Regions from separate parts of the Mus musculus genome. Here regions 2, 3, 4, 5 and 6 are each linked to region 1. The links are chromatin contacts, called in public HiChIP or PLAC-seq maps. All regions are on one chromosome and are shown on one strand. Each heading gives the region's core, a stretch centred on a gene start, on an enhancer-like site or on the middle of the called end of the contact. The rest is flanking DNA. Distances are from core to core; before and after follow the strand shown. Region 1 holds the start of Sox9 (SRY (sex determining region Y)-box 9). Region 2 overlaps 2610035D17Rik (RIKEN cDNA 2610035D17 gene). Region 3 overlaps 2610035D17Rik (RIKEN cDNA 2610035D17 gene). Region 4 overlaps 2610035D17Rik (RIKEN cDNA 2610035D17 gene). Region 5 has its middle 210 kb from the start of BC006965. Region 6 has its middle 260 kb from the start of Gm39461.

Evidence for each region. HiChIP or PLAC-seq counts read pairs in DNA pulled down with a chosen protein or histone mark.
Region 2: a contact with region 1 is called in a FOXA1 HiChIP or PLAC-seq map of pancreatic cancer cells. The contact joins the enhancer-like site here to the promoter of Sox9 in region 1. A contact is called at or near these places in 9 of 39 promoter capture datasets (the 3T3-L1 cell line, cranial neural crest, embryonic stem cells and 6 more), 9 of 484 Hi-C or Micro-C datasets (the N1E-115 cell line, cerebral cortex, epidermal suprabasal cells and 4 more), 17 of 115 datasets of contacts at active chromatin or transcription factors (acute myeloid leukemia, a colorectal cancer cell line, craniofacial prominence and 14 more) and 3 of 9 other capture datasets (adipose tissue, embryonic stem cells and pancreatic islet).
Region 3: a contact with region 1 is called in an H3K4me3 HiChIP or PLAC-seq map of embryonic limb bud, with 5 times the contacts expected there. The contact joins the enhancer-like site here to the promoter of Sox9 in region 1. A contact is called at or near these places in 12 of 39 promoter capture datasets (the 3T3-L1 cell line, the C10 cell line, cranial neural crest and 8 more), 1 of 15 datasets of contacts at CTCF or cohesin (the NIH/3T3 cell line), 2 of 484 Hi-C or Micro-C datasets (embryonic stem cells and forebrain), 16 of 115 datasets of contacts at active chromatin or transcription factors (craniofacial prominence, embryonic basal ganglia, embryonic forebrain and 10 more) and 2 of 9 other capture datasets (embryonic stem cells and pancreatic islet).
Region 4: a contact with region 1 is called in an H3K4me3 HiChIP or PLAC-seq map of craniofacial prominence, with 6 times the contacts expected there. The contact joins the enhancer-like site here to the promoter of Sox9 in region 1. A contact is called at or near these places in 9 of 39 promoter capture datasets (3T3-L1-derived adipocytes, embryonic stem cells, frontonasal cranial neural crest and 4 more), 22 of 484 Hi-C or Micro-C datasets (the C2C12 cell line, the C3H10T1/2 cell line, Sertoli cells and 16 more), 18 of 115 datasets of contacts at active chromatin or transcription factors (cardiomyocytes, craniofacial prominence, differentiating embryonic stem cells and 13 more) and 4 of 9 other capture datasets (adipose tissue, embryonic stem cells, liver and 1 more).
Region 5: an H3K4me3 HiChIP or PLAC-seq map of embryonic basal ganglia shows a contact between it and region 1, with 4 times the contacts expected there. The contact joins the enhancer-like site here to the promoter of Sox9 in region 1. A contact is called at or near these places in 6 of 39 promoter capture datasets (the 3T3-L1 cell line, cranial neural crest, liver and 2 more), 6 of 484 Hi-C or Micro-C datasets (the N1E-115 cell line, embryonic stem cells, nephron progenitors and 1 more) and 11 of 115 datasets of contacts at active chromatin or transcription factors (astrocytes, embryonic basal ganglia, embryonic stem cells and 5 more).
Region 6: an H3K4me3 HiChIP or PLAC-seq map of craniofacial prominence shows a contact between it and region 1, with 9 times the contacts expected there. The contact joins the enhancer-like site here to the promoter of Sox9 in region 1. A contact is called at or near these places in 11 of 39 promoter capture datasets (the 3T3-L1 cell line, 3T3-L1-derived adipocytes, cranial neural crest and 6 more), 11 of 484 Hi-C or Micro-C datasets (MC3T3-E1-derived osteoblasts, the STO cell line, cerebellum and 7 more), 5 of 115 datasets of contacts at active chromatin or transcription factors (craniofacial prominence, embryonic basal ganglia, embryonic forebrain and 2 more) and 2 of 9 other capture datasets (embryonic stem cells and embryonic tail).

What each region holds. Positions count from the first base shown.
Region 1 is chr11:112,778,973-112,783,607 of GRCm38.p6, reverse strand. Sox9 (SRY (sex determining region Y)-box 9) reads right to left here and starts at 1,398. Exons shown (of 3, transcript NM_011448.4): 1 at 593-1,398. The coding sequence starts at 1,023. RefSeq lists a promoter at 1,069-1,576, a cis regulatory region at 1,778-1,792 and an enhancer at 2,569-3,357.
Region 2 is chr11:113,100,984-113,105,993 of GRCm38.p6, reverse strand. The region is part of intron 1 of 2610035D17Rik (RIKEN cDNA 2610035D17 gene); the gene reads left to right. Among named protein-coding and RNA genes, the nearest start is that of Gm39467, 31 kb to the left of the region's middle. Within about 2 kb of position 2,608, at least 64 of the 459 cell types and tissues checked have an H3K27ac peak or open chromatin away from gene starts, as enhancers often do. A contact at or near this core is called in cerebral cortex, a colorectal cancer cell line, embryonic fibroblasts and 4 more, where this site is marked.
Region 3 is chr11:113,117,660-113,122,743 of GRCm38.p6, reverse strand. The region is part of intron 1 of 2610035D17Rik (RIKEN cDNA 2610035D17 gene); the gene reads left to right. It overlaps LOC115487747 (a long non-coding RNA gene), which reads left to right. Exons shown (of 2, transcript XR_003949613.1): 2 at 1-4,054. Among named protein-coding and RNA genes, the nearest start is that of Gm39467, 14 kb to the left of the region's middle. Within about 2 kb of position 1,338, at least 13 of the 459 cell types and tissues checked have an H3K27ac peak or open chromatin away from gene starts, as enhancers often do. A contact at or near this core is called in embryonic limb bud, where this site is marked.
Region 4 is chr11:113,044,380-113,049,198 of GRCm38.p6, reverse strand. 2610035D17Rik (RIKEN cDNA 2610035D17 gene) reads left to right here. Exons shown (of 3, transcript NR_015556.2): 3 at 4,039-4,819. Among named protein-coding and RNA genes, the nearest start is that of Gm39467, 87 kb to the left of the region's middle. Within about 2 kb of position 2,823, at least 71 of the 459 cell types and tissues checked have an H3K27ac peak or open chromatin away from gene starts, as enhancers often do. A contact at or near this core is called in cortical neurons, craniofacial prominence, embryonic basal ganglia and 5 more, where this site is marked.
Region 5 is chr11:112,500,464-112,505,326 of GRCm38.p6, reverse strand. No RefSeq gene overlaps it. Among named protein-coding and RNA genes, the nearest start is that of BC006965, 210 kb to the left of the region's middle. Within about 2 kb of position 3,311, at least 61 of the 459 cell types and tissues checked have an H3K27ac peak or open chromatin away from gene starts, as enhancers often do. A contact at or near this core is called in the N1E-115 cell line, astrocytes, embryonic basal ganglia and 7 more, where this site is marked.
Region 6 is chr11:112,410,177-112,414,814 of GRCm38.p6, reverse strand. No RefSeq gene overlaps it. Among named protein-coding and RNA genes, the nearest start is that of Gm39461, 260 kb to the right of the region's middle. RefSeq lists an enhancer at 1,148-2,950. Within about 2 kb of position 2,149, at least 9 of the 459 cell types and tissues checked have an H3K27ac peak or open chromatin away from gene starts, as enhancers often do. A contact at or near this core is called in craniofacial prominence and embryonic limb bud, where this site is marked.

The DNA of each region.
Region 1 (4,635 bases), core at 149-2,648:
CCCCCTCCCCTGGCCTCCTATTTTGGAAACCCTGAAGATGGAAATAGCTCCCTGCTGAGGCTGCTCTAAACGCCTTTGCTACCGGAGCGGTCCACCCCTCCCAACACGCAGTAAAAACTTTCCGAAAACCCATTTAAATTGCAAGAAGCTCGCTCTGTTGATCCATGCCCCTGCCGGTTCTCAGTAGCTTTGCCCAATTCTTGCCTGGGTCTCCTCTAGTCTCAGTTACACTTTCCCTTCACTCCATCTCCCCAGGAATGAGCGCAGTTGGCCTAAGGAAGGTGGGCTTGCTTCCTCTAATTGTTCCTTTCCAGAGGGACCAGGCTGGCACACCCCCTCACTCCTTTCTACCTTCCTAAAAGCAGTCATATTCACGCCCCCATTCCCCCCCCCCCCGCCATAACCAAGAGCAATCCCAAGAACTTTCTCAAAATCTGAGCCACTCCCTCCCCCCGCCCCCGGCCGCCCTGCATCCTGGACCAAAGACCCCAGGATGCACAACTCCGCGGCTCAGGGAGGCGGGGCGGGGTCGGTGAGTGCAGCCCGCGTCCCCCCTAGCCACCGAGCCCTCCCTGGCGGCCCGCGCGCTCACCTCCAGAGCTTGCCCAGAGTCTTGCTGAGCTCCGCGTTGTGCAGATGCGGGTACTGGTCTGCCAGCTTCCTGCGCGCAGCCTGCGCCCACACCATGAAGGCGTTCATGGGTCGCTTGACGTGTGGCTTGTTCTTGCTGGAGCCGTTGACGCGCACGGGCATGGGCACCAGCGTCCAGTCGTAGCCCTTCAGCACCTGGCTGACCGCCTCGCGGATGCACACGGGGAACTTATCTTCCTCGCTCTCCTTCTTCAGATCCGGCTCGCCCTTGGGGAAGGTGTTCTCCTGGGGCCGGGTGTTCTCCGTGTCCGAGCCGGAGCCCGAGGGACAGGGCGAACCAGCCGAGTCCTCCGACATGGTGGGGCTGGGGGCGCCAGACAGGCCCTTCTCCTGCTCGTCGGTCATCTTCATGAAGGGGTCCAGGAGATTCATACGCGAGCCCGGGGCAGGGGGCGGGTGGCCGGGAAAGGCGAGAAGCCGCGGCGGCTGGGGCTCCTCTTCCCTCAGCTGCCCGGACGCGGACGCCGAGCGAACGGCTCCCGGGGAGGTTGGCGCGTCACCGGGCTGCGGCGGCGGGCACTTAGCAGAGGCGCTGGGTGGCGGGTCTCAGCTGCCGGCTCTAAACCCGGGGAAGGCGAGTCGGAGCGGAGGAGGAGGGAGGGAAAACAGAGAACGAAACCGGGGCCACTTGCACCTCGTCTCTCTTGCAAAGAAAAGTTCCTGGACTGAAACTGGTAAAGTTGTCGCTCCCACAGAAGTTTCCAGGCAGTTCCGAGCAGCGCTCTCGGCTCTCCGACTTCCAGCTCAGGGTCTCTAATAAATACTCCTCCTTCACGTTAGATACCTCGGGCCAATCACGGCTAGCTCTTGAGTCATCAGTGTTGGCAAGTCGCTGATTGGACCGGATTTTGGAAGGGGGGCTGGGGAGGATTGTGGCTCCGGGTTGGGTGACGAGACAGGAGGGGAGGAGAAGGGAGGGGAGCTCAGCCAGAGGGTGGATGGTGGGGTGAGGGGACTTGGAGGGGGGCGCGGGGCAAGCGGGGGACCCGGGACGTCCGAGTGTGTAAGTTTGCTCTCTACTCTCGGAATGTCACAGTTTTGGAACGGTCTCCGTGTGAACCGATGTGTGTGTGTGTGTGTGTGTGTGTGTGTGTGTGTGTATGTGTGTGTGTGTGTGTGTGTGTGCGCGTGCACGCGAGCGTGTCTAGACTAGGACCCTCCACAACCCCCCACCCCCACTTTTCGATGCTGTCTCCGTGGTACCCGGGACTTCGCTGGCGTTTACAGCAATGGAAATTGCAACAGCTGCTCGTCAAAGCGGAGCTGGGCTTCTGCGCCTGGAGTCTGCCGGCTTCCAAAAAAAGTGCTTAGAAATGGTCTTTTGGAAGCAAATGTTTGGGTGACTCAACGCCCGCTGTTCTCTGTAATAATCCATATAAATAGATTAACGCGCTCTGGTTCAACGAAGCTGGTGTGGTGACTGGAGCTTCTGCTGCGCTCCCGCAGTGGGGAATCAATGAAAACCAAAGCCGAGCACCAGGCAAAGGCTGGCGGCAGGGACCGCGCAGTCCCCGGCTCTTGCGGCCGGTCCCGTGGGCCACGCCGACCTTGAACTGACAAGTCCTTTCCCGGCCCCTCCAGTACTCTGACGCCCCTCGTAGTCAGGATTATTACTTTAGAGTTCTGCTTCTTGCCTCCTGACTGAGTCACAAACACCGTCAGGCTCGCCACTGGAGTTTGCAAAACTACTCCGGGGTTGAGGGCGAAGTTTGCAAAGGTGGCAGGGCCGGGCGGTGAGGCCGAGAAGGCCCTTGACTTGGACTGGAGACTCCAGACAAAACGGGCCACTTTGGCGGAGCCCTGTGGCTCCCTTGCTTGGGCCTTCCTTTTACCAGATACCTAAGAGGGCGAAGCTCTAGGCGTCTGGACTTTAGTTGCGTCCTCTTAGACCTGCACACAGGTGGGCGTTCTGGGGGAGGCCACTTAGGTGTCCGTTGCACTTTAAGAGTGCTTGGAGCCGAAGCTGCGTGTTTACTCAAACTCTTAGAGCAAGGTTGGCTAAGGGAGGAATTATCTTTTCTGGAACGAATAAAAATCTTAGTTGCCACCGGGCGACATGCCCTCGGAACCACAAACAAACTCACAACGGTGTAAAAAAAAAAAAAAGATAAACAATTTCATTTAAACATCCCCTTTCTGATTCTTGCAAAGCTTCGCTTTGAACTTACTAAATTATTGATAAAGCGAATCGGCCTGTATCATATCAAAGACAGGTTCCTCCCCTCTAATTTGCTAAGTGTGGACACTTAGACATAAACGAATCTTTTCTTTGGGATGCTTTTGAAAAGCTCGTTTTCCTCTCGTTTTCTTCCGAAGTGGGCATTTGTTATTTGGGGAAAGGAACTCGTGATAGCAGCAAGCTACAACTCTGTTCAGTCGAAGTTTCTTTTCAAACGAATGTTCCTAGCATTGCATGTCTCTACTACCCTGTAGCCTGTTTACGAGTTTAAGAGATTTACAAACAATAGCCATATATTCGTAGCTCCGATTATTCTCACAACGTGTAGGAAAATATATCTTTTTTTTTTTTTCCAGAGTAGGGGACCAGGTTTTGTTCGTGTAGACGCACTTCTATGTTCTGGGATGGAGGTATTTGAAGAGACCAGGGGCCACTGTCAGATGTATTAAAACAGCCAGTTGTAATTTGTTGTAATTATCACGTATTCTGGCACAAAGGCAACGAAAACGACAGTGGCCTTAGGGCATTTTGAAATATTTTATTAAGTATTTGTTCATGAATACATCCATTTATAAATATACCCTTAATACAAAATATGGAGAGATATAATGTGCTGCGACATTTTAAATCGTGAAACTTCTTACATATTTCTACGCCTCCACGAAAGTGTGTTTATATTCTTGATCTTTTCGGGGAGAAACTATTTTTAAAAAACAGTTGACATGAAAATTACACTGCAATTTTCAGCAACATCCAGAGGGGGCGCCAAAAGCCCAGAAACTGGTCTGGAACTTTGAGAAACTGCTGGAAAACTTTCCTTGAGGTGGACCAGCAGGGGCCCGGGTGGGGGAGGTGGCAGTAGCGTGTTGCTTGCGGTCAGTTCTGTTTCCAAGATGAGACTTATCTCTACAGGAATTCCTATTTTTATTCTTTCCTGTGCCGATACCACTGTGTTAGGGGGGACCTGGGAAGTGCTTGTCTACAGGGAATTGGGGTGGGAAAAGCACTGTAGATGCTCACTGTTCTCATTCACAAACAACCTGGAGAACGAGAGGAAGGGGGAATACTCTGCTCGTTCCCCAGGTGCCAAGAGTTATCAGGTGTGCCAAGATCAGGCCAAGTCTGTCCTTTAGGTACCATCAGTTTAAGAGTGGCTGGGCTGGCATTTCTTCCAGAACAGGTAAAGTCCACTCCCAAGCAGCCCTTCAGGGGATTAGTCCGCTGTGACTTGACTCAGTCACCCAGGACTCTCCTTCCTGACTTGATTCTGGAAGTCTTGCATTATTCTTCAGGCTTGAGGTAGGGAGGGGGTAAGCATCCCGAGTCCAGACTGTGTTTCGATTACGGACTGGGAATGTGAGTCTTGCTGCTCAGTGTTAGCTGTACCCTCCTGCCTAGAGGTGGATGGATGATCTGGGGTCTGCAGCCTCCTGGGTATGAGGGCTGGAAAGACTGAAGGCTAAGATGAAAGGGGCTTCCCAACACAGAGGCACTAGAGGATCCCAAGAGATGACCTTGGGAAGTCCTCATCTAGGATTCCTCCCACCTTTTCTCCCTCCAGCAATGCAGGGCCCAATTTTCCTGGTAGAGGCCTGTAGATCCTAGCAGTCCAAATGGGGACAGGGGTAGGTGTGGTGTGTGTGTGTGTGTGTGTGTGTGTGTGTGTGTGTTGAGAGGGCTCAGGAGTACTGCTAGACCTAGAGAGAATCCAGCTCTTGGTGGGCAGGAGGGAGGGTGTGAAGGCTCAGTCACTTGCATTTTCTCCACATGAAGAATTAAGGGAAAAAAAAAACAACCCTCCCTGC
Region 2 (5,010 bases), core at 1,359-3,858, 320 kb before region 1:
AAAATAGCCATAGCAACTAACAGGTCTGTCTGAAGTCACTGGGGCTGACTGGACCATTGAGGAATAAGGGGAGAAGCATCGTGACTATGACTGGATCTTGAATGTAGCCCAGACTCACCCTTTCCAGTCTCTTCTGCTCTTGCCACACAAAGCCAGGGTGGGGGTAGTGCCGGGCTGGTGCTGTCTGTGTTATTAGAAGACTTGTAAAGTGCCAGCCATTCCTCCCATCCAGGCATCCCTCACCGTGCTTCTGAGAAGTGCCCAGTCTCTGCAGGAGGGGGCAGGTGCGATCCTGCAGGGTGGTGGCCGGGCTTTTCTGTGTCTTGGGTGTTGCAGGTAGTAACATGACCGAGCCCTTCAGCCTGCACACGTGTGGTTGGACAAAAGACAATTGCAGATGTTTCTGGAATTCCCAAACCGGATGCAAAATTGCTAGCAGGATGCAGAGAGAGAGGATAAAGCCAAGTGCTTTTTACATGATGAAAAGCTTGCCTCCTGTCTGCGCAGCCTCTCTGAGAGAGCAAGCGCGTGCCCAGGAGGTCTGGCCTTCTTCTCCTAAAGTCCCGAGGATTAGGAAGCCTGCGTGCCTGTCTGGAGGGCAGAGGGCTGCTGAACCAGACAGTTGTCCCCGGTTCTTGTTGGGTTTCTGTCCAGGACCCACAGCTTTCCTCTGGGCGTGGCAGGGCTGGAGGCAGCCAGGCAGGGTGATCTTCTGCCCAGAGGTGCCTCGGTGCCCAGGGTTTGGAAAGGAAATCAGGCAGTGGGCCTAAAACCAAAAGCCACCGCCCATTTCTCTTCCCTGGGGCCCCCGTTTTGAGTGGAATCCTGTCTGGGTGGCAGCAGGAGGGACACCCAATATGGGGGCCAGTTTGTATCTAGCCTGGATAGTGGAGGCTGAGGAAGGACAGAAATGCACTATCGGAAGGCCAAGGGTCGGTGTGATGGGAACACATGAGACAGAGCCCTAGTGAGGAAGCTGGGTGAGAACCTCTCTGGGCAGTGGGCCCATCCATCCCTTGGAGTTAAAACCAGCAGTCTCGGGCTCACACGTGCCTCTGCGCTTACTTCCCCCTTGACCTCAGTTTCATGGCTCACCACATAGAGTGTCACTTCACAGATAGTAGCCAGTCCCTCCTGGGAGGGCCCTGGAGCCATGGAATCAAATGTTTGGGGGAGGAACTGCCACAGGAGGTGGGAGTGGGGGCTCTTCTGATGGGAGGGTTCTCCAAATTACTCCACAAAGCACAGTGATGGTGGCTTCTCAGAACCCTCCTCGCCACCCACTTCTCCTTGATACCCCAATAAGGGTGATGTATGTCCATGGCCTTGTGTCTCCAAAGTCAGACTCGCTTGCTTTAAGTCTTTCCTATGGGAAGTTGGCAAACCCACGGTCGTCTCGTAAGTCTCAGGTCTGTGAAGTCAGGGACAATAATATTTGCTTCTCTCCCGTGTTGATCTGAGAATGCCAAGTTTTCCAGAGTTGTATCTGTTCATATACCGACGCGTTATTATGGGGATGGTTATATTCCTTTCAAACGAAAACTCTCAGAGAGATTCCTTTTAGATATTGGATTCTTGATCAGTGGTTGTCAAACAGGCTTCAGGGCCAGAACCAACCTGCAACCTGTTTGGCTGAACTGACAATTAGTTTCACCTTCTAAATTAAAAGGGGGAAAAAATCCCCCTCCCTTCAAGAAGCGAGAGAAAGGACATCAGGTGTCCTGTTCCATTACTCTCTGCCTTATTTCTTGAGACAGGGGTTCTCAATGAATCTATAGCCAGACTGGCAGCCAGCAACCCCCAGGGATCCTCCACGGCCAGCCCTGAGGTTAAAGGCGCATGCGCAGCCATGTCCACCTAGCTTTTTATGTGAGCGCTGCGATTCAACCAGAGGTCTTCATGCTTGTGTACCAAGTGCTCTTTGCCCACTGAGTGGTCTCCCTGCCCCCTCTGTTATTTTTCTTTTGATAGAATCTTGGACAGAGCATTCAACTGGAGAGCTCTTACAATGATGCTAATGCGTTTTCTTAGAAATCCCATATTTTACTCCTGGCATCATATAGGTTCCTGGAGCAGGGATCCCACTGGGATGTTTGAACAGTAGTGGGTGGGGGAGGTACAGTCTTTGATCCCCACCCCTCCCCCTCCCTACCAGAGGGATACCTGTATAGACACAGCCATGCATGGGAAGTAGGAGTTTGGCCTTGTGGTTGCACGTGTTGGCTGGTACTCTGCCTCGTTGTGTTTTGTCATAGAGAGGAGGTAAGGTAGCCAAGACCCTCCCGGAGCAGCAGCGCTGAGGGCTGGGGTGTAGGAGTAAGCACAGGTGTCATTCTGATTTAAAGGAGGCCACCCGAGCGAGTGAGCGGTGATTCATGGGTTTCAACAGAGGGAACATTTTTCTTGCCTCAGTCACCCCCACCTCGATCTGTTCTCCCAGTTTTTTTGGGGGTGGGGAGTGTGACAGAAGAGAGGGGCAGGGATGGAGACAAGGTGGCCCCAAGTGTCCACTCCTGCCCACCAAATGCTCTGCTTAGAGCAATGACTGGGAAGGTCTACAGCACACAGCAGCCTTGGATGTGAGCTCCACAGAGAGGCTGAGGACTGTACAGGGTTGGGAGCAGCACTTATGAATCACCCCTGGAGCAGTTGCTCTCTGCCCCAGGGGACCCACTCACACATTCCCAAGGGAGCCAATGCCCAGGAGACATGACGTCATTGTCACCGGGCAAGGAGTTTCATCCACGTGTGGCCTCAGAGCTCGTTCCCAGGGGTTACACCCAAGCTTCTCAGGATGAGACAGGCAAATCAAAGGTGATGGATTTTCTCCTTATGTGGTGTATGTGTGTGTGTGTGTGGTATGCATATATAAATGTATATGTCCTGAGCACATGAAAGGTCATGTGTGCACACAAGGGTTTGTCTATGTTGTGTGCATATGTGCATGCGTGTGTGCATCTGTCTGTCTAGCTCCTGCCTCTGGTTCCACCCAGGACAGCAAGAATTCTCATGAGCTCAACCATGGGAAGAAGGGAACATTGTGATGAATAGGCTGCCAATCCATACATTTTTTCTCAATGATCTTCCTTCCAGTCATGGCTCAGACACGCAATTTTCATGAGACGTTCTGTGTGTGGCTACAGTTCCTGTTCATCTGGCATGTGCCCACGTGTCACATGGTCAGGTGGGCTGGCCATCTATAGTTGACTTCAGAGGGGTAAGGCCAGCCCGATGCAGCCTGCTGAGTCTCTCCCAGGCATCAGTCTCAGGGCTCTGAGAACTTTTGCCTGTTTCACTGGCTCCTTAGGCTCCCTTGCTTCATGAGTAACACACAAGGCAAGGGAGAGAGCTCTTCAGCAGTATGAGCGTGCAGAGCCAACCCGACCACTGCACACAGCTTTCTTTCTCCCCATTAACCATCCCAAAGTCATTAAGCCTTTCTTCTGTGCATACAAGACTTTTAATTTTTTTTTTGCTTGCTAGTGTTGGACATGCTTGACAGCCACTGTACCCATGAACTATAACCTGACCCTTTGTTTCTTTGAGATGGGGAGGGGAGGGTTCTCATCATGTACGTCGGGCTAGCTTTACACTTGCCGTATAGCCTATAGTAGTCTCAAACTTCAGCTCCTCCTGCCCCAGCCTCCCAAAGTTCCGGTACGCCAGATGTGTGCTCACACACACCTGGCTCTCTTTGAAAATGGTATGTTTTTCCCCACCTGCAATGCTCTCAATAAGAGACAACTTTCTGGCTGTCCCCAATTTCCTGGTTTAGTCAGGACCCACAAACATCTAAAATATTTCATCTCCATAGATAACCAAGGCAAAAATAAGACAAATACAGAGTCCACACCAGGAACAATTAGGTGAAAAGACGGGGCAGGGATAAGGGTGGCCAATGTGGTATGTGGATTGGGGACATGGCTTGGCTGGGGAGATCACATTGGCTGTCGCTGCATACATTGAGCACGATGCTTATTTAAGGAAAACAAACCTTCCTGAAAATGACAAACCACCATTAGAGTTCCTGTTTGTCCACTGTCATCTCGGGAAGTCCATCTGTCTGTAGTGTGGGTCTGTGTGGATAGTTCCCCAGGGCACTGTGAGGTTCCTCCTAGAAGAGATGAAGTCGTCATTTCCTCTTGCTCTATAAGAGGGCTCCTAGCGTCAGGACTGTGTCCGTTCCTCTTGAACAGCCCAAATGCTTGTGGACATAGTGCTTAAGCTAACATCCAGGAACCGGGCTTGGTTGGCGTTGCTCCACCCACCTCTCCATAGAGGTCCTGATAGGAAGGCCGGCCGGCCACGTTGTGGGCATAGCAAACAGAAGGCCAGCGCTGCCCTGGTAGGAGGTGCATGTGCCCTGCGGCTCCTTGGGTCACAGGGGAGCGACCTGAATCACATTCAAAAACCACTTTTCCTTTTTCTTAATCACAGACTCTGCTTTCTGTTTCCTTCCTGCCACGCTCTTTTCGAAAAGGAAAACACACGTCAAGCCAATTTCCCAAGGCTGGGCAATATACAGAACCTCTGGGGACATGTCTCTGGCCGAGCTTCCCCTGTGGATGGTGGTCACAGCTCTAGTGTCCTTGAGTGGGCTTTTATTTCTTTTTTGACTTATGATAGACAGAAAACATTGTCCTTTCAGCCTTTCAGGGGCTGGAACTTGCTGCCAGGCTTTGGTTTAAGGGATTAATGGTTGACTGCAGGTGGGTTTCTTTTTCCCTCCTGCCTCTGACACTAGGACATCTCCTTGGTGACAATCCTTCCTGAAACAAAACTAATGGGCAAAACCGGTTGGACAGAAAGTGTCCCGGGACCCAGAGGCTACGTGAATCCCTGTAGGTCAGGTCGAAAGGAGACAGTGGCAGAATAGCCCGTGGCCGGGCAAGCCTGGTGAGACTGTCCACTTGTCTTGCACTTCAGGGAAAAGCTCCATTCGAGTCCTTTGTGGATTCTGTGAGAAAATATCCTCTCTGTAGCCGTCAGGTCAGCCCTGTCTGGAAGGCA
Region 3 (5,084 bases), core at 89-2,588, 340 kb before region 1:
CCAGCTCTGGTGTCTAGAGATCGGTTAAGGGCCCTGCTGGCAGATTGTGATGGTCTGCAGTGTGGGAGCCTGTGGCTCTTTGGCTGTAGTTATAAACAGGACAGGAGGCAGGGGACTTAGGAACACCATGTGTTGTCCATCTTCCTCTCTGTCTCCTACCCTGTTGCTGGTGCTGCCCCACAGACTGCCTGGCGGAATCATAGCCTCCTATTTCCAGGCTCGGGTTCCAGGATAGGAGGATGCCCAAGTGTAAGAAAAGGCTTTGCCAGCGATGGTCCTGTATGTACACCTGAGCTGGGCCCAGCGGGGAAAGCGATGGGCCTGCAAGAGGTTAAAACTTGCCCCTGTGTTTACTTTTGTTGGCTGCCACACTGCATAATAATCTGTCAGCACGTCAGGTGCGGATTTATTTGTGCATTAAAAATGGCCTAGAGCAGGCGGATGCAGACACTCTCCAGCATGCCTCCAGCACAGAAACAGTCGCTCCAAATATTTCACCCTTTTTTAATAAGTGCATTTAATTAAAGTCATAGAACTTTTTTATTATGCTTGAGAAAAAAAAATCCTTCCCCCTTGCTGAAGCTGAACGTGCACTTTGGAGCACAAAGGGAGTGTTCGCCTCACGCCTAGTCCTTAAAATGGAAATCCCAGCCACTGGTGTGTATAAGTCTCTGGCTCTTGGCAGGCTGGCTCCAAGAAGGCATCATGTGGGTTTGGCTGAAAGGAAGGTGTCAGCGTGGCCTGAGAAGAGCGGCCCCCCAAGTGACAGAGAGACGGGCATAGAATGCTTGGTTGTGTGGGTCCTATGACACCTCACAGGATCAACTGGGTTCGGTTGTAGGCAACCGAATGATGTACTTGAATGCGGGGGAGACTGTGTGTCAGCTCTCTGGTGGCAGACAGCCGCTCCAAACGCAGGGGCATGGACTAAATGACCTCTTTAAACCGTACCTTCCAAGGATGGATGTTGAGGGAAAGAAGAGCACTTCAAATTGATGGACAGAGATTTCTTGTGCTCCTCCCATCCCTGCTTGGGAAATCTCTAAATGAGCTGAGACAAAGTTTGGCTCCGAGGTGGTGACAGGGGCGCCGTGCGGGGCCCACTCTACCTGTGCCAGCAGATGAGGAAACATGTCAGGATGAGGGTGGCCTGGAGTAGAACGGCAGTGCAGAGTGTGGGGACCCACGCTTGGTGAGGTGGCATGGGGGAGGGGAGAGGAAGGGCGGGTTGTGTGCACAGCGGGGCAGAAATGGCGCCACTGTGAAGGGGGCTGGGGGCAACCGCAGCATACCAGGCCTGGCGACTTGAGGCCTGCTAATTATGCAGCCCAAGGGAGTCATGCTGGCCTGCCAGAGCTGCCCAGAGAGGTGGCATGGAAAACCTCATAAGGGGGTCTGTGTGCCTCAGGTCTGACCAGGAAATCGCCTCCAGGTCCTGGAGGCTTGGACTAAGGGGCCCAAGGCTGGATGCTGGGGCTCCTTGTCTGTCAACAGCAGTGGTTTGCAACAGCTCCTGGAGACCTTCCAAGCAAGAGAGGACAAGCTTTGCAGGGTGTCTCCTCCTCCTGCTGTTATGTTAGGTGAGGTCGCTGGATCATCTGAAATCTCGGATGCCCATTCCCGAAATTTCTCAGAGCCAGCCTTCTTCGTCCTTAGCATTCTGGTTCCCCCTGCTCCCCTGGGCATGCTCATTAGCGTCTTTTTATGGCTGTAGAAACAGAAATCCCAGAATTAGTTTGCTCGGGCCACCCAGAGAGAGCAAGGTGACCAAAGACCAAGCAGGCTTTAAGAGTTTTTAAAGACTATTCTTAGCATCTTCTAATGGCGCGGGAGCACTGCTGTGATGACTCTCTTCCCTGCTCAAGAAAGGTAAATAAATTCGAGGTTCTAATATTCTTTCTGAAGCAGAGAGGCCCCCCTCCCAGACGCTCAGGCTATGTTTTTTTACCACTTTCCCAGCTTCTACGGCTTTTCATTGACATGTTAATTGAAGCGGTCAATTAACATGTTAATTGAGGAGAACTTGGTAAGTCTTTGGCTTTTCCAAAGGAAGTTAATTCCATTTTAGGAATCTAGATGATCATAAACTTCAACCAAGGATGGGTTTCAAATGCTCACCTTTGCATTGCATGCATCTCTATCCAGCTAGGAGGTGTTTAGAAAAGAAAGGTGTGTGTGTGTGTGTGTGTGTGTGTGTGTGTGTGTGTGTGATGTGTGCGTGTCTTAAGGTCAGAGGACAACCTTGAATGCCAGTCTATGCCTTCCACCTTGCTTGAAGCAGGACCTCCGTTCTTTTCTCCTTTGTGCTTCAGGCTAGCTGGCCAGTGAACTTCCACTTCTCTCTATTCTCCTGACTTCGCTTCGCACCCCTCCTAGGAGTGCTAGCATTACAGGCGTGTGCTATTTCAGCTGTCTGTTGTTGGGTCATCTGTGCATCCTGGGATCAGATTCAGGTTCTCAGCCCTACAGGGCCAGCCTCTACCCACTGAGCTACCTCCCAGCCTGTGGGGAGGCCTTCTGACCACCAGGCAAACCTCCCTGTGATGTGATGAGACCGTACTCACGCTAAGTGAACTAACTACTGTAAGCATCGAGCTACAGTGTGCCAGACGCCCTCTAGAAACGAGTTAACAGAGTCTGAGGAGAAGAACTATTTAGATGAAATTTAAAGCATTTTCTACACATCTGATACAGTAGTCACTGAGGACAAAGAGTCAGAATTGGAATTAGAAAAACCTAAAGAAAACAAAGACATTATTTCTCCATGCCTTTTATGGTCTCTTTTTCCATACTTTAGGAACGTCCTGTGGGTCTTTCCCCCGTTGTTACTCTTCCACTGCTATGCACAATTCTCAGATGTTGGGACTCCCATCTGTGTATTACCTTATGTAAATTACAAGCACCAACTCACCACTCTACACCCCCTCCCCCCCCAAAAAACCTTTATACACTGGTTCTTACTGTTCATCTTTATTTAATTAGAAATTAGAACTAACATTAAGACATATGTATTCATTCATTTTGAAAAGACAATAATAAACATTTTGCTATAGTCTGTATTGTCTGACTTATTAGAAAATGGTGGATTCTATTATCTGCTTCTACATCCTATCTGTAGAGAGATAGGTAGTAGGAATTTTTTTTTAAGACACAGTATCAAATAGGTCAAGTTCAGACTTGCTATATAACCATGGATGACTTTGAACCTCAGATCGCTTGTCGGGATTGTAGGCACTCACTGTACCTCCACACCCAGCTTATGTAGTGCTGGGGGTGGAATCCAGAGTTTCGTGCACACTAGACAGAGACCACTAAATTAGCCGTGTCCCTATTTCCAGTATGAATTAGAAACTATTTGAATGAACTTTCTTATTCTGTTCCACTAATAATCTTTCAGTCATCCTTGCCTATTAAGTGAGTAGTCTACTTGTGCCGGGTTATAAAACATCTTCTATTGGTCATTTGAAAAAAATACCTATTCTCCACGTTACTTCACGGTGACAACCCATCCTTCATTCTTTCACATGACCGTTGCTCTTCAAAAGTGGGTCAGTCGAGCAAAGCCAAGGATATCGTGATGATGGATATGAACTCATATCCATCTAAACGTCTAGTTATGAATTGAAGCTCAAATTGTGTCAGTAGTCAAAAAATCCCTATTTCTGACAGGCATTCTTAACTCATTATGGGAGTGTATTTCCTAGATACCCAGGTATGAACGCCATAGTTTATCTATTTTCTTTATGTAGAACTGGTATTTGATAGCCAGGCAGTGGTGGCACACAACTTTAATCCCAACACTTGGGAGGCAGAGGCAGGTGGATCTCTGTGTGTTTGAGGCCAACATGGTCTACAGATTGAGTTCCAGGTCAGCCAAACAGGTAGCTGGTTTTGCAAAGATGGAGCTGGTTTTGATGACAACAGTCCTTGAATCTTTTTCTTACAAACCAAGCACATCCTACTGGGCACAAACAGTGCTTTATGCATGTTTCTTAACTCTGTCATTCATTATATCATTAAAAATATCTTTTTCACGAGAATATTAAGGTATGTACTCAAGTCAACCACCGAGACAGTAATTGAATTGAAGTGATATCGACAAACATGATCTTAGGTTAGATTATCTGTGTGTAGATGTATGCGTATGTATATTTAAATGTGAATGTGTGGTATGGCATTTGGGGCTCACCACCTTATTCATAGTAAAGCGCCTGTGATGATGCCCGCCACTGTTTATGCAGAAGAAGTATAAACATGAGTACAATAAATATAAACAGGGAAAATGGCCAACATCTTGGTGTATATGGTGGTTTGAATGAGAAATGGCCCCTGTAGGCTCATATATTTGAGTGATTGATCCCCAGTTGGTAAAACTGTTTGTGAAGGAGTAGGAGGTGTGGCCTTGTTGGAGGAGGCGTGTCACTGTGGTTGGACTTTGATGGTTCGAAAACCCTACACCTTTCCCAATCTCATTCCATCTGTTTCCTGTTTGTGATTTGAGATGCTGTGAGCTCTTGGCCGTTTTCTACTGCCATTTCTGCTGCCTGCTATAACCATTGCCTGCCACATGGACCCTTATCTCTTTGGAACTGTAAGCCCAAATAAACTCTTTCTTCTATAAGTTGCCTTTGTCCTGGTGTTTTATTACAACATAGAAAAGTAACTGGGACACCCGAGGTACAGGCTGGGGTCCCCTTCACCACCCCAAGAGCCTTCTGAGTCTTTAGTTTAATCTTAACACCGAAGGCATTAATTCTTAAACACTTAATCTCACTCAATATAGCCTCTGTTGAGGATCCCATAACTACCCAGGTTTTCCAGATCCTGCCCCAACAATGGCTATCCTGACTATGCCACAGTACCCAGGCTTATCCTCCTATGAGACTGGTTTTTGAGGTAGGGTCTCTTTATGACTTCTTCCTAGCTGTCCTGGAATTCTCTATATAGACCAGGCTGGCCTCAAACTCATGGTGACCCACTTGCCTCTTCCTCTTGAGCACTGGGATTAAAGGTGTGGGCCACCAAGCTTCCCTCTCACCTCTCACTAAATCATTAACTCGGGCCCGAGTGTGAATACAAACAGT
Region 4 (4,819 bases), core at 1,574-4,073, 260 kb before region 1:
TGGTTCAGTGTTTAAGAACACGTGCTACTCTTAGAGAAGTCCTGAGCGAAGTTTCCACCACACACATTGGGTAACTTACAACCATCCTCAACTCCAGGGGATCAAACGCACTCTTCTGGCTTTCAATGGCACTACATGTGCTCGTCATACACACACACACACACACACACACACACACACACACACACACACACACGCACACACATACCCACACACAGGCACACACATACACGCACACGCACACACACACACACACACATAACTGGACAAGAAAAGGAAGCTGAAGAGCCAGGCCATCTGTCAGCTGTAAGCAATGCTACTGTCCCCACCCTCTGTTGGATTCACATGGCAGCATCTGAGACACTTCTCACCCCTCTGGGATGAGGGTGCTTATGTATAGAGGCCAGGGACACCACAGAATGCCACAGTGCATAGGAGAGTGAAGTCTATCACTGGTAGACCATGGTTTTCACACTGGAGAACACATCGGATCACTGGAGGGCCCATTAAAATGTGCACTGCAAGGACCGTGGTGTGGCTTAGTCTAGAACGTGGCGAAGATGCCTTGTGCCCACTGATGCAAAGTCCTGGGTTGCATCCCTACACTCTAGGGGGATGGAGCTGTAGGAATTGCATTTCTAACCAGTTCCCGTGTGATTATGAAGCTGTCGGCCCAGGTCTATGGATCAAGAAATCCATTATCGTGATTATTAGAAAATGCTACAACAGAGCATTAAGAGAGGAGTGTTTGCCTCTTACATAACGGAAATCATGAGGGAAACTATTCCTGCCGATCAAGCATCACTGGAGTGGCCAGGATCCAGCCCCACCTCCATCCTGTTTCCTTTTTTAACTATCACAGGACAGGAGTGTCTCCAGGATACCACTATGGCTGCTAGAGCACCAGCCTTCATGTCCTTATTAAAACAGAGCGAAGTAAAGATAGATTGGTTTCAAGCTCCTCTAGAGCAGCCTGCCCTGAAGTGCCCCCCCCAAGAGTTTTGCTTGCCTCTCATTGGCCAGCTCTTACATAGCTACGCCTTGCTGCACAGTAGTCCAAACTCCACCACACCAGCAAGACAAACAAACAAATAAGTCAGAGTTCTATCAACAACTAGAAAGGATAGGATAGGTTACTGAGGATGGCAAGAAGCAGCGGCTCTGACTCAAGTCTGAAAGCTGAAACTTTCCTACGTATCACCGCTCCTTCCTTCGGCATCTGCCATTCTCCAGGTGGTTTCTGTGTATTATCTCATTTAATCCTGAGAGCTTTGTAAGGCAGATGATATTATCTTTATTTTGCAAATGACAAAACTAAGGCTTCCCCCCCCCCAACCCCCAGAGATTAGGCCACCTGGCCAAGTCCCTGCTAGCAAATGCTGTCATTTAACAGCCTGCAGCTTCATAGCTCAGCCTGCCTCTGTTACTCTCAGAGGCCTGCCTTTTTCTTACTGAGCCTCCCGATACCGGCTAGTACGTTCTAAGGCTAAATCCTGCCCTGCTGCTAGGAATAAATTCACCTTTCCTGTTACCTGTATCCTCACTCTGGTGCCCTCTTGGAAAAATCTTTGGGGATGATGTTTGTGGGTCTGGAGGGAGGTTGGCCCAGTGGTGTGATGCTTGCCTGGAGTATCTGAAGCTCCAGGGTCCATGACTGTATGGTTAAACATGTCTCTGTGGAAGTATGGGCAGACACGGTGCAATCTGAGGCCAGTTATAGTGCCCTGAAGCGAAGGTATCTACAGTACTGATTCCTTCTGGAACTCCAGGGAGAATCCACTGCCTTCTCTGTTCAGTCCTCAGGACGGCCGAGCTGAGTCAGCCAAGTGCTCCCCTCCAGTCTCACACCTCTCTTCCCTGCGTCCCATCCCCTGCCTCTGTTTGTGACCATAGGTGATGGTGCCGAGGGCTGAACCTGATTATCCAGGTCCGTCTCCTGTCTCAGACTGTTGACATCACCATGCCCACCAGCTCTTTTTGCCATGCAAGGTTACAGGGACCAGAGGGAGAGCACCTTTCAATGTCTTCCTTGTTTTTTCCTTTCCACTGAACGCTTCAACCTGTACATAGACTGGATATGTACTCTGCTTTATGCATGGAAGTTCTAAAAGAGACCAGAAGCCAGGCCTGGCAACTGGTGCTAGTAATCGCAGGACTCAGGAGGCAGAGACAGGAAGATTGCCTGAAGTCCAAGGCTAGTCTATGGCTCCCACTTCAGAGTGCGAGATCCTGTCTCAAAACCTGACACCAAATCAGAGATGAGGGCCAAGGCCATGTGGTGTGTGGCTTGTCTACTCTTGTCATAGAACAGATAGAAAGACAGTCCAGTGTAAAGGGCCAGGGGAGAGGGCCTTAGACGTGAAGACTTCCGCCTGGGTAGAGCGGCTTTGCCAGTAGACCCACGGCACGGGGAGAAGCGTTCGTTCCCTGCAGATACTGTTGTTTTCTGCACAGCGAGCTTCATCAACCTTCCCAGTCACCTCTCAGTACCGAGGCTTCTAAGTCCCCACACCCCTTTCTCTCTCTCTCTCTCTCTCTCTGGCCTGGCAGAGGTAAAGGCTGTAGGAACAGTTTGGTGAGGGGATAAGGGGGGGGCATAAGGGGGGGATGGAGAACTTTCTCATGCTCTAGCCCCACTTCCTCCCCACCCCTTGCCTCACCCCCTCCCCTTGTCTAGTTCTGCCCTTTGAGGGTGATAGTCTGGGGCCCTGTGTGTTTTGCTTCGGATTTTGTTTTGTAAATTCCTCATGGCAGTCCCTCTGCACCGTTGCTGTCAGTTGCACGTCGTTGCCGAGCAACCGGAAGGAAGCCCTGTCACTGCCAATTAATTTGCCAGCTGCGTGGCCTGTCTCCCAGGGGAAAAGGCTTGTGAGGCTCTAGGAAACAGCCCCAAGGCTGGTACGGAAGGAGAGAAGGAACGAGGGAGCATGGAGAATTTTGGGTTTATTTGGTGTGGTTTTGTGTCCAAATAAAAGGTGTGTGGGGAGGGACTGGCCTGTCCCAGATGAAATGTACTACTTGATTTGGGGTCACCTGCAGGACTCTATTTATTTATTTATTTTATTTGTGATTCTGCGGTTGAGACTGTCCCCATCCCCAGCTCTCCTACAAGGAAACCTCATCAGGCATTTTTCCCAGGCTGTCACCCCTTCATCCCACTTATCCCTGGGCATCATGGTGGATGCTGCACCCTGCCTAGAAGACCTTTCTGGAAGGCTGAGCTTCTAGGATCCAAACTCCCTGGACACTCTGTCGGTTACTGATGTCCTGGCTTTTGCTTGTCCAAGGAGGCCTTGATCATGAGACCCCTGTAGACCCCTGCCATGGCCTACAAGGACGGTGCTTATCTGACTGGTTTATGTTTGGATCAAGCATCTCTTTCCTCAGGGCGCTTATGGATGGCCTGCCCACAGTTCTCATCTTGGGTTGATGATGCGTGCTGAGTCTGAGACCTGTATAGCAGTCCCCTTCATGGGCCTACACCGCCTCCAGTGGCCCCGCAAAGTCAGCACTGAAGTGGGGCACTCCCCTTGGGGACTCTGACTTTCTGCTCAGCAGTGTGGATGGTGACAAGTGGGAAGTCTCTTCAAGGAGGGTGAATCTGCCCTCATCTGTTTGCCCTCAGACTGGGAGGTGTTCTGTGCCATCCCCTGAGGGACCCCTATCCATTCTGAGTCAGTTATCCACAGTCTGGGTGCATGGGGGCTGCTGTGGCCATTTTATAGAGAACTAGACCCTGTGGTTCTGGGGCCATGGACGTGTGTGTATGTATGTGTATGTGCCTGTGGTGTGTGTGTGTGTGTGTGTGTGTGTGTGTGTGTGTGTGTGTGTGTATCAGGCTTCTTGGGGATGATCCAGTGTGCAAGGAGTTCCCCAGAGCCAGGTGTAAGCCTCTCTTTCTCCAGCTCCTTGACTACAATTCTATGCCCTGTGTTCAGGCAGTACTAACCAGAATCCTGGGGAATAAAGTAGGAAGAGTGCACTGTTGCGAAAGGAGAGCATGCCACCGTCTAACACTTGCTGTCTTTTGGTCCACAGGCCGAGGAGACTGACCTGCTTATCCATGCTACTTATCAGGAACTGTGGAACCATGGAGAACATGACCCTGGCCCTCCCTTCAGGATCTGCCTGAGATCTGGCTGCCTCTTGAGACACTAGAGCCCTGGATTCAATTGCGGAACATTATGTTGGAGAATATAAACACTTCTAGACTGTGCCGGCATTTGGGAAGGAATAGTCTGTTTTGACTTGAATGAACAAAGACATACGTCTCTGGGCCTGGGGAAGGCTTACCAGCTCAGCTCATCTACTGTCTGGTGGCAAACATGTCCTGGGTACTGCCACTACCCAGGACACTCTTCCTCACTCTGTCCCTGTCCAGTTACCGCACCCTTCCCTGTCTGACCCCGCCTCCTGTGCCCACTCGCCTCTGGACCCAGAGATTCTTCTTGTTTGCTCTATCATCCTTGAGCCGGATACAGGGTGAATAGTTAACCACACTTGGGTTGAATGGGATCTTGATTCTTATTTCTGTTCCTTGGAAAGAGGGGTCAGACTCGGTGCGTGGCACCCGGCCTGGAAGCAGCACAAGACTCCAGAGTGATACATGATCTGCCTGGATGGTCCCAGGGGCTCTTTGGAGGTCAGAGCAAGAGGAGCAGCCTGAGCAGGGGGGCTGAGGAGGGCCGGCACTGGATCACACGCAGGCGTATGTCTGGATAGGCAGAGAGGAACCCACTTTTCATTCCCTCTTCTGTGACACAAATGCAAGGAACTTTGAAGACACTCTTCGGAGGTTGCAATCGGAGATCAGCTTATC
Region 5 (4,863 bases), core at 2,062-4,561, 280 kb after region 1:
TTAGTGGCCCCAAGATCACTTTCATTTGAAATAAGCAGTTACTTGTGTGGCATTAAGTGTAGGTATTGGCCATTAAGCAGTAGGCAGGGTCATTTCAGAGACAAACTCCTGTGTCAGTATACTTTCACCACTGTCTTTCCTTTCTGTTTCTTTGAAGACGCTAGCAGAGAAGCAGCAAAGATCCCCGAGCCATGCTGATTTGTTATTTTAGGCAGCTGAGAGTCAAGATGGCTCATTCTAACATCAAGGTGAGTATGCCCAGTGTATTCTGTCCACCAGTGCATGATCCTGCACTGAGCATGCCCAAGGGCTGTTCCTGGTTTTTATTTTTGTTTTTCCATATGCACATTAAAAATAAAGATGTGTTTTATGATTGGTTGTGTGCAAAGGAAGTATCTGTGTATGGGCATGTGCATGTGAGTGCAGTGCCCACAGAGTTCGGAAGAATATTGTATTCCCTGGAGTTCAAGTTTAAGACATTCATGTATTCCCTAACCTCGGTGCTAGGTAATAGGCTCAGGGCCCTTGAAGAGCAGCAATTGCCCTTACTGTCTACATCACCTATCCAGTCCCCCATTTCACCTCTGTGAACATCCTCTTTCTGAAACTGAGCTGATCATAGAAAACGTGTCCTTCTTGAAGGCGCCATGCAAGCTTCCAAGGGAGGGAAGCAACCAAGAGTCCTACCTGCTCTGAAGTCTGTGAACTACAACAAAGTCCACTAAGAGCGGCACACATAACTTGACAGTAACCACTAGCTCTTTAATTGGATGTAAGGCCATCTCATCAAGAAGAAAATCATGCCAGGTACTAGACACCTGCATCACTTCCCAAATCTTGAGACATCATGGATCTTTGAGAACCTACAACTGTCACTTTACTAAATCAGCATAATTCCGAACTGCATTCTATATATTTCTCTTTAATCCCACATATATATGTGTAGTTCTCACCCTTTGCAAGAAACTTCCCTTTCCTCCCACACGAATTCTGCACCTTAGATGCAAGGATTGTTGCAGAAGAGGGGGCAGAGAGACAACAAAAGCCAGAGGCACAGGGAGTTTTCTGTGAGACCGTGTCTCCTAGAAATATCAGAGAGAATCTACATTCACAGAGTTTCATTGACACGGCTGCCTAACGTTGGCCTGAACAAGGCTGGCAGCAATAGACACACTAACATGGACCAGGGGAATCTCATGGGGTTTCAACCCTGGACAAAGAATAACTACGGGCAACTGAGGAATGCAGAGAACAGGAGAAACAGTGTTCCCTAGAGAAGAGTATGCCCCTTCAGTGGGTTATCCAACACCAACTGGTCAGTTTCCAAATCATATGAATATGAGTAGCATTGTATGGAGTGAACAGGCTGAATTTATATATACAGGAATATATAAGAATCACTAAAAACAAGAGGCCATGGAGAAAGAGAGAGAGAGAGAGAGAGAGAGAGAGATTGGAAGGAGGAAAGGGGGAAATAATGTAGTTGTGTTAAAAATTCAAAAAATAAATATTACAAAAAATGTGTCTGACGTGAACTCCGACCTTTAACTGAGAATGTTCAAACATGCACCCCACCCCTCCTCAGTGTGCTTTCCTATGTAAGCAGCAACTCCTGAAGGAATATGCCCATTCCATTCTTCCATTCTGGGGGAAAGTGCCACTTTGGCACTCTCCAGAGCTGTTTTGTCTTTTGTTCAATAGCATGTAAAGGCACTGTGCTTGGCTCTACAGAGTGTGGTAGGAAGCCCTGGAGCTGGCAAGAATCAATGACTAGTGTACAGAGTAAAGCTTAGGGATGAAGAGTGGAGTCTTAGGTATGGTCAGAGCAACATCCAGAACCTATTTCAGGACTCACCTGAAATGTTTTCAGCCTTTTACAAGTCTGTCCACTGGTTTTAAAGAGGCAGACTGAGGGAATCTTGGAGTCAGAGAGTAGAGTGGGTCAGCATTCTTGAGTTCCCTTCTCCTCCTCCTCCTCCTCTTCCTCCTCCTCCTCCTCTCCCTTCCTCCCCTTCCTCCTCCAGATCCTGTGTGTGTGTGTGTGTGTGTGTGTGTGTGTGTGTGTGTGTGTGTTTGTGGTGTGCCCCTCCAGAGACTCTTAGGATGCAGTGTGTATGAGCCAGTGGTAGCCCGTGTGTTTGGAGCTGTGGTTCAGTACATATATCACTGAGGAAAATCATTCAGAATTCTTCCTCTAGAGCATCGATTCTCAACCTGTGGGTTGTGACCCCTTCGGGGGCGGGGGCACATTTCAGATACCCTGCATTTCAGATATTATTATAATTCACAACAGTAGCAAAGTTATATTATGAAGTAGCAAGAAAATAATCTGGGAGGGTCGTTATAGCATGAGGAACTGTATTAAAGGGTTGTAGCATTAAGGTAGGTTGAGAACTATCGCTCTAAAACATTACATTTAAACATTACATTTTAAAGGTAGAAGACAGGCATCTTGTGCTGTCATAGAATTATTAAAATTATGATCCACCTCAAAGTCTCTCTGTTCCTTCCTATCCTTGGGCAGATGAACAAATTGGGACATAGGCAGGGTAGGAGAGGACAAGGTTTCCCCCATCACTTTCTGGGGTGCTGGCAAAGCCTGCCAGCACCCATTTATCCCTGGACTCAATCAGAATTACCTCTCTGGGTTTCCAATTTGATCAATATCCCATTAACTGAAATGAATCTATTGCTCTCACTTTAAATAGGTTCTTGTGATTTAAAAAAATAAATGAGGAAGGGAAAAATGACCAGATCAGACTAATTTCCAGGATTCACTTCTCCAAAACGTTTCCTATCAGTGCATCCCATGCACTTTTGTTTCGGGGTCTGCATGTAAGGTGACCCTATGAATTAGATGTAGCAGGACCAAGATTCTTAAAAGGGAATATAAGTTTTGAAAACCCTTAGACAGAAAAATCCAACTGTCACACTCTTCTTTATTTACTTTCTGCTTGTAAGTTTCATGCTAAAGAGAAAAAAACAAAACAAAAAGACTTCATCCAAACCCCTGGAACAAAAGTAGGTTGTGGGGGAAGGGAGGGGAGTTTTAAAAAGGGAGGGAGGAGATGAGGGGGAAGAAGGAAAGAGATTCTTAATGGTATATTGTTTTCTGAGCTCTACCAATTAGCAAACATCTCTTATAAAAGAAAGAAAGAGGGAAGAAATTCCGTGCACCAGAGTAGCCTCAGTCAGCGGTGGGCACTCTGGGCTTGCAGGCTTTCATCCCCTCCTCCCTAACCCTTGTCCTTACATCAGACCAAGTGCATCCTGGGGGCTATTGTCATGTTGATGAGTCAGCCCCAGAGCCTGGATTCTCTCACTGCCCAGAGAGCTATTCCCACCACAGACTGGGCTCTGGGGCTCATTCAAGCTGAGCTGAATTGCTGGGAGAATAAAAGATCCAGCCTTAATTAACCGGCACTCTCCGCTCCCAGCCACAGCTCGATTGTTGTATAGCCTGCTCTTCCCCCTAAGGAGGAAATGCCAGGCCTCCTGAGGCAGCCCCAAGGATGGGAAGTAGAGATTCCCTTAGGGAGCTGGAGTTGATTCGGTCTTGTTTTGAAAATAGAATATTGCAGGGTATTACAGCTCTGCATCACCAATGTCCTGGTTTGTTAGTTTCTTTCTTTTTGTTTTTTGTTTTTGAAAAGAAACAAACCCCAGAGTCTGTGATTTCTTTGCCCCACTCCTGAGCTCCAACCATTCCTCAAGGTTCCTGATAAAAGTCTTTCCAAGCATTCTAGAACCCTGGTTAGGACTTTATTGGCAGTGTTGTTTTTATTTCTTTAAATAGTTTCTGATCCTATTGATACCAATAAAAAAAACCCGTGATCATCTTTTGAGTTATTTTTTTTTTCTCAGTGGTCGTTAAAATTATAATCAGTAGCGACTGGCTTAGTTTCTAATAGTTTCCCATCTGACTACCACAGAAAGGAGGCATGGAGTTGATAGTCTAGCAGGCTAACTTGCCTTTGGATGTGATGTTCTTGCTGTTTTGTTTTGGTGATGGTGGTCTCCTTGGGGATTAAATCTAGGGATTTGCTTATGTTAGGTGTGAACTCAGCCACTGAGCAATAGCCTGAAAACTGAGTTTGGACCTTTTGATTCACTGCCCTCGATGTCCTTTCCTTCTCCTGAGTTCTGTGGACAGCTACAACTGAGGAAGTCAGCATTAGCTGGGCCCCCATTCTCACTCCAGCCTATGAGTGTGCTGTTGATCTAAGGGGTCTAGAAAGGTTCATCATTCTAAGCAGGAGTCTCTCCAGTGTGGTTACAGCTTAGTGGGGCTCGCAGGGGGCAGCCACATTCTGATTGGACTGAGTGTGGTGCTAGCTTGGGTGGGTATGTATAGCAGGGCAGAAGGGCAGGGTGGAAGAGCCAGCTACTCTGAGAGTGGGACTCCGGTCTCTGACTTCTTCCTTTCCCAGCAGCACCTGCCCTGTGGTCTGCCATGTGTACTCTTTATGACTTGACTCTCAAGGAAGTTACAGATAACTTCTGAAGTTTTTGATAGAAGATGGTGTTCCCAGAAAGGAATTCTTAGCACGGCTGTAACCGTCAGGTGTGCAGTTTAGAGAGTCAGAGATCACAGCTCAATATTGTTCTAGGGGAATCAGTTTGCAAGGCCAGTGTTGAGGGGCCCTTTGTTTTCTTTATGTGTTTTCTGAATACCACAGGTATGCCGTTGCCTTACATCACAGCGTCCCCCTTCTCACTAGGCTTCCATATTAATTGCTTATGTCATTGCTGGGATGACATAACACTGTAGTGGAAGAAGATCTAATTTGAACTGTACTCATTTCTTGGTAGGAAGACATGATGTCTGGGGTTTATCCTTAGAGGCAGGAATCATCAGGGTGA
Region 6 (4,638 bases), core at 900-3,399, 370 kb after region 1:
CAGAGAGAGGGCTCAGTATTAAGAGCATTTTTTGTGTTTATTGAGGACCAGAGTTTGCATTTGAGCACCAATGTCAAACAGCACACAACCAGCTCTAACTCTAGCTCCAGGAAATCTGACACTCTCTTCTGCCTTCCGTGGACAGTTGTACTCATGGGTGTGTACCTGCACACAAACAGGAATATATCACATAATCAAAACTAAAACAAAAAACAAAAAAATCAAGGAAACAAAAACAATAATAAAAGCAAACCAAGTTGATATTGTCCTTTGTCCCACACAGCCATTCATACAACATGTGAATGCATCTGTGTACACATGTGAGGCTGCACAGGAGTACACGTTTACACACACACACACACACACACACACACACACACACACACACACGATATTTCAGATCTAATTATCAACATGCTCCAATTCATAGCATTCCCCCCCATTTATGTTGCCTGTCATGCAAAAGCTTCCTGAGTCTTGACATGTGTCATTTCTAGAGAAAGCTGTCACAGGAAGTAAGCAGCCTGGCTAGTGTCTTCTCTGATGCTATAAGCTCAGCTGTGGCTACTGTGGGCAAACAGCAGGAATCCTGGGTTCCTCTGGGTGTTTTCTCTTCTGTCTGTGTTTTGACTGTCATCTTTTCAGCACATAACAAAAGGAATGGGCTTTCCTGTGGCTTGATGGACTCAGGACAGTTGAAAAGTAAATCATTAGAGGGTTTTGTGGTGAGACTGAAGATTGTTGATACACTGAACACCACATGGTATCAAGCAAAGACTTAGTAAACGGAGCCTGTCCCCCCACTGACCTCAACAACGGACTACCAGATGTGCCCACCGCAGGCTCTGTGGATGGAACTGTCTCAGCTTCCAGGGGATCAACCTTGGGACTGGATGATCCATATGCACATACTGAACACAGACACACACACACACACACACACACACACACACAAATTCATGTTCTTCTACTTGGCATAGTGGGATTCTGATAGAATCTACTTGCTTTGCCTGCAATGATGGGGAGTAACCGGGCACCTGTATCCTGTTTAAGGGTACACACAAGATTTGAAAAGACAGGATTTTTCTTCAAACTGGGGGAAGAGCAATTGGTGCATTAAATCATCAGAAAATAACAAGGTTCTTTTATTGCGATTTACAGGCTAGTGGAACATCATGGTCTGAGGAAGAGCTGAGACTGAACCCTTAACTGTATAGACATAAAGTAGTAGAGGTCATAAGGGAGTTTTCACACCTAAATGGGGGCAGCTATTTGTAAAAAAAAAAAAAAAGCACAGACTAGAAACAATCTTTGTGCTCCATTTCTGTCATAATGGGCCGCGTCCCTTTTTCAATGTTTTCTGCTTGTGGTGTGGACTAAAGGAAAGGATGAAGAACAGCACACAGAGAATAACATGGAGACCCCATTCTTGCAAAGTCTGTCCGTCAAATATAGTAAACGTCTTCAGACTCTGATCATTGCCTAAAAGCAGCCTTAAATATTACAAACGGAGATCTTAAGAGTTCTCGATGACTCCAAGGTCATGCCAAAAGGCTGCAGATAAACCTTGAAAATAACCATTTTCATAATGAACATTTCCAAATGTTAGGAAGCAGATATGGGCTGACTAGCATGTCTGAAAACACAAGTGACATTTAAATATACCTTTCCTTAAAAACGAAAAAAATTCTGAATATCAGGGGTCACATTGTTGTGGCCTCTGGCCTACCCTGCCAAGGCTTTGTTTGTACCTGAGATGAATAATAAAAGCCCTAAGCTGATTAATGGACACTATATTCTTCCTTTTTCTTTTTCCTTATTTAAATTGTAAATAGTCTTATGAGGAACTGGAGAAAGAAAGAACAGTCCAAAACAAATAATTACCTTTTCTCTTCATTTACAACATGAATCAGAGAACACTTCGGTTTTTTTTCCTTTCCTTGCTTAAAAAAAAATCCCTCTTTATTCTCCAGAAAATTTTAATGGCAAAAAATAATTCCCCCAGTCCCAATACCATCGTTAATAAGGATAGAAAGCTTTGGGTCTCTGGCCTCCCTTTCCTGATGGCTTCTTTTAGTTCAGGAATGAGGAATGTTAACTGCATTGTGCTGTAATGAGCCATGCCCAAACTACTGTTTTTTGGTCCACTGTTTATTTGATGTCTTTATTGTAATGAAACTCAGATGGTCGGTGTTTACACTAGCTCTGTGTTGGGAGACCACGCTGGGAACCATTCTAATTAGCTGCAAGTGGAGCTCAGAATTAGAATGGAGGAAAGAACAAATTTTTAGTAACGACTTTAAATTGAAGCCCTCATTTATTTTCATTATGGCCAGACCAGAAGCAAGCTAATGTTTCCCAGCTCTTTCTATGCAGGATCTGTGCCTCAGCTCAGTGGAGAAGGACTTGCCTGTTTCACAAGCCCTTCACCATCCATGGTTCCTGGAAAGCCCTGGAATATAAGGTAAGGTTAGAGAGAGACACCAGAGCTGGGATTATCAGAGCAAAAGAGGGGCAGCTCAGTTTAACTCCGCACTCTCTTTGGCATGGATAACCATGCTTTTTGAGCTCTGTGGTCTAATGACATCCTTTTCTTTCTTGGTATAGTCTCAGAAATGAAATTGTTTGATGTTCCTAATACCATCAGTGAATGGTGCTTGAATCCTCTGCACATAACCCAGACCAGAGCTTTAATGAGCCAGTGTTTGCATATCTTCTGGGTCTGTGAGCTTCTGACTTTGGAAGTAGCTCATTGATGAGAGATTTCGAATCCTCTAGTGATCCTTGATATTTTGGTATCTCTAACATTTTCTCTGCACCACAGAGCATTACTTTAATTGTTACAGCCTGTGGCCAGATACCTTTCAAGGCTTTAGGATGTGATAGTGGTATGTGAATTGGCAAAACAAGATTCTCAAAGCTGCAATAGTCTCATCGGGTTAAACAGCAGTATTTCTCTGTGCACGCACACACACACACACACACACACACACACACACACATATTTTGAGGTACTTAGCCTCACATCAGTCTACTTTTGCTGAGACTTTAATCCTGATTTTAAACATATGGTTTAAAGTAGTATATAAAAACTAATATCTACAGAATATAATGCCTCATTTATAATCTGTATCAGAAGGCTCATTTCTGTTCTGTGGTGATGGTAATAATTTGCCAATAATATATGTGATAGAATAAATACACATGGGCTATATAAAGAAATCTTTTTAAACACTTATAAAAGGGCAAATAATCCAATTAAAAATGGGAGAGCTGCCTGAATATTTCTGCAAAGAAAATACATGGATGTTGAACCAGCATTAAAAAAAAGAGCTCCCTTCTGTCATTCATCAAGCTAACAAAAACCCAAAGCACAGTGAGATGTTCAGAGGTTCGCTGTAATCAAGTGTGGGTTCTAACATGTATGGGTGAGACTGTAGAGGATTTAAATCCCATGTTAGGTTGGGGGAATGTGTAATGGTACACCCATATCAGAAGGGAAACTGGCCTGTTTTTAATTCTACCTCTTTCTGAAAGAGACAGACAAACACAAGTCCACATAGAGAGTTTATACATGGATGCACAGCAACATCAAACCTGAGTTGTTGATCAGCTGATGAAAAGGTAAGCAAAGGGTGATACATTTATACGTTAGAATATCAAACAGCTGCAGAGACAATAAGTATCAGTTAGCATAGCTGAATTTTAAAAATACTATGTTAAATAAAAGATATCAGTCATAACATATGTGATTTAATTTCATTTCACAAACTGTCCAAAAATAATCAAGTTGATAGAGACAGAAAGAACTTGGGTTGCTTATGGCTAGAGGTAGAGTTGGTGGCGTTTGGGATGGCAGCTGAAATTCTTCGGGCTTTTTTGTTGGAGTTATGGAATATGATAGAAAGTAGATTGTAGTGATTGTTGCTAACAGAATCCCCTTAATAGTCTAAACTCATGGAATTATGCAATTCAAATTAGTGACTTGTACTATGTAGTACATCTCAAGAAAATTATAAAAATAACATAAGCTTACTTGCTTTAAAAGAAAAACTATTTCTTTATTCTATAACAAAGAAGGGCTTGTTTCTGACTAGATTCAGTTATATGAACATATATGGATGCATTTAGAAAACATAAAATTATAAAATAGTGGATTTTCTTATGGGTTTTTCAAGCATTCTCAGTGTTATGCTTTGGCCACAGTGGAGGGACAAGCTTTGTCCTTGGTCTCTAGTTTCCATAGCATGGAAATCCCATGCAGATTGTTGGAGGAGAAGTCTTATCCAGCCATAAACTCTATGAGCTACAATAAAGATTAGCATGGCAAGATATACCCATGGATAAAAGAGTGGCATCAGAGTTATCAGGGTAATCAAACATTCTGATTGGATTTAAGACCCGTCCATAACAGGAAGCACATCCTGTTCTCTAAAGCCAGGAGTCACCATTGAGAAATTTAAAGGCCCCAAATGAATCTACTACTATGACTCTACTAAATGAACAGAGTAGCAAACTGTCCCTTACATTCATCTCTCTCTACTGACAAATCAGTGTGGCTCTCAGGCCTCATCAGAGACGTTTCTCTGTGATCTGGGTTGGTGGTTAATGTAGAAATCTACAACTGGTCAGAGTGCA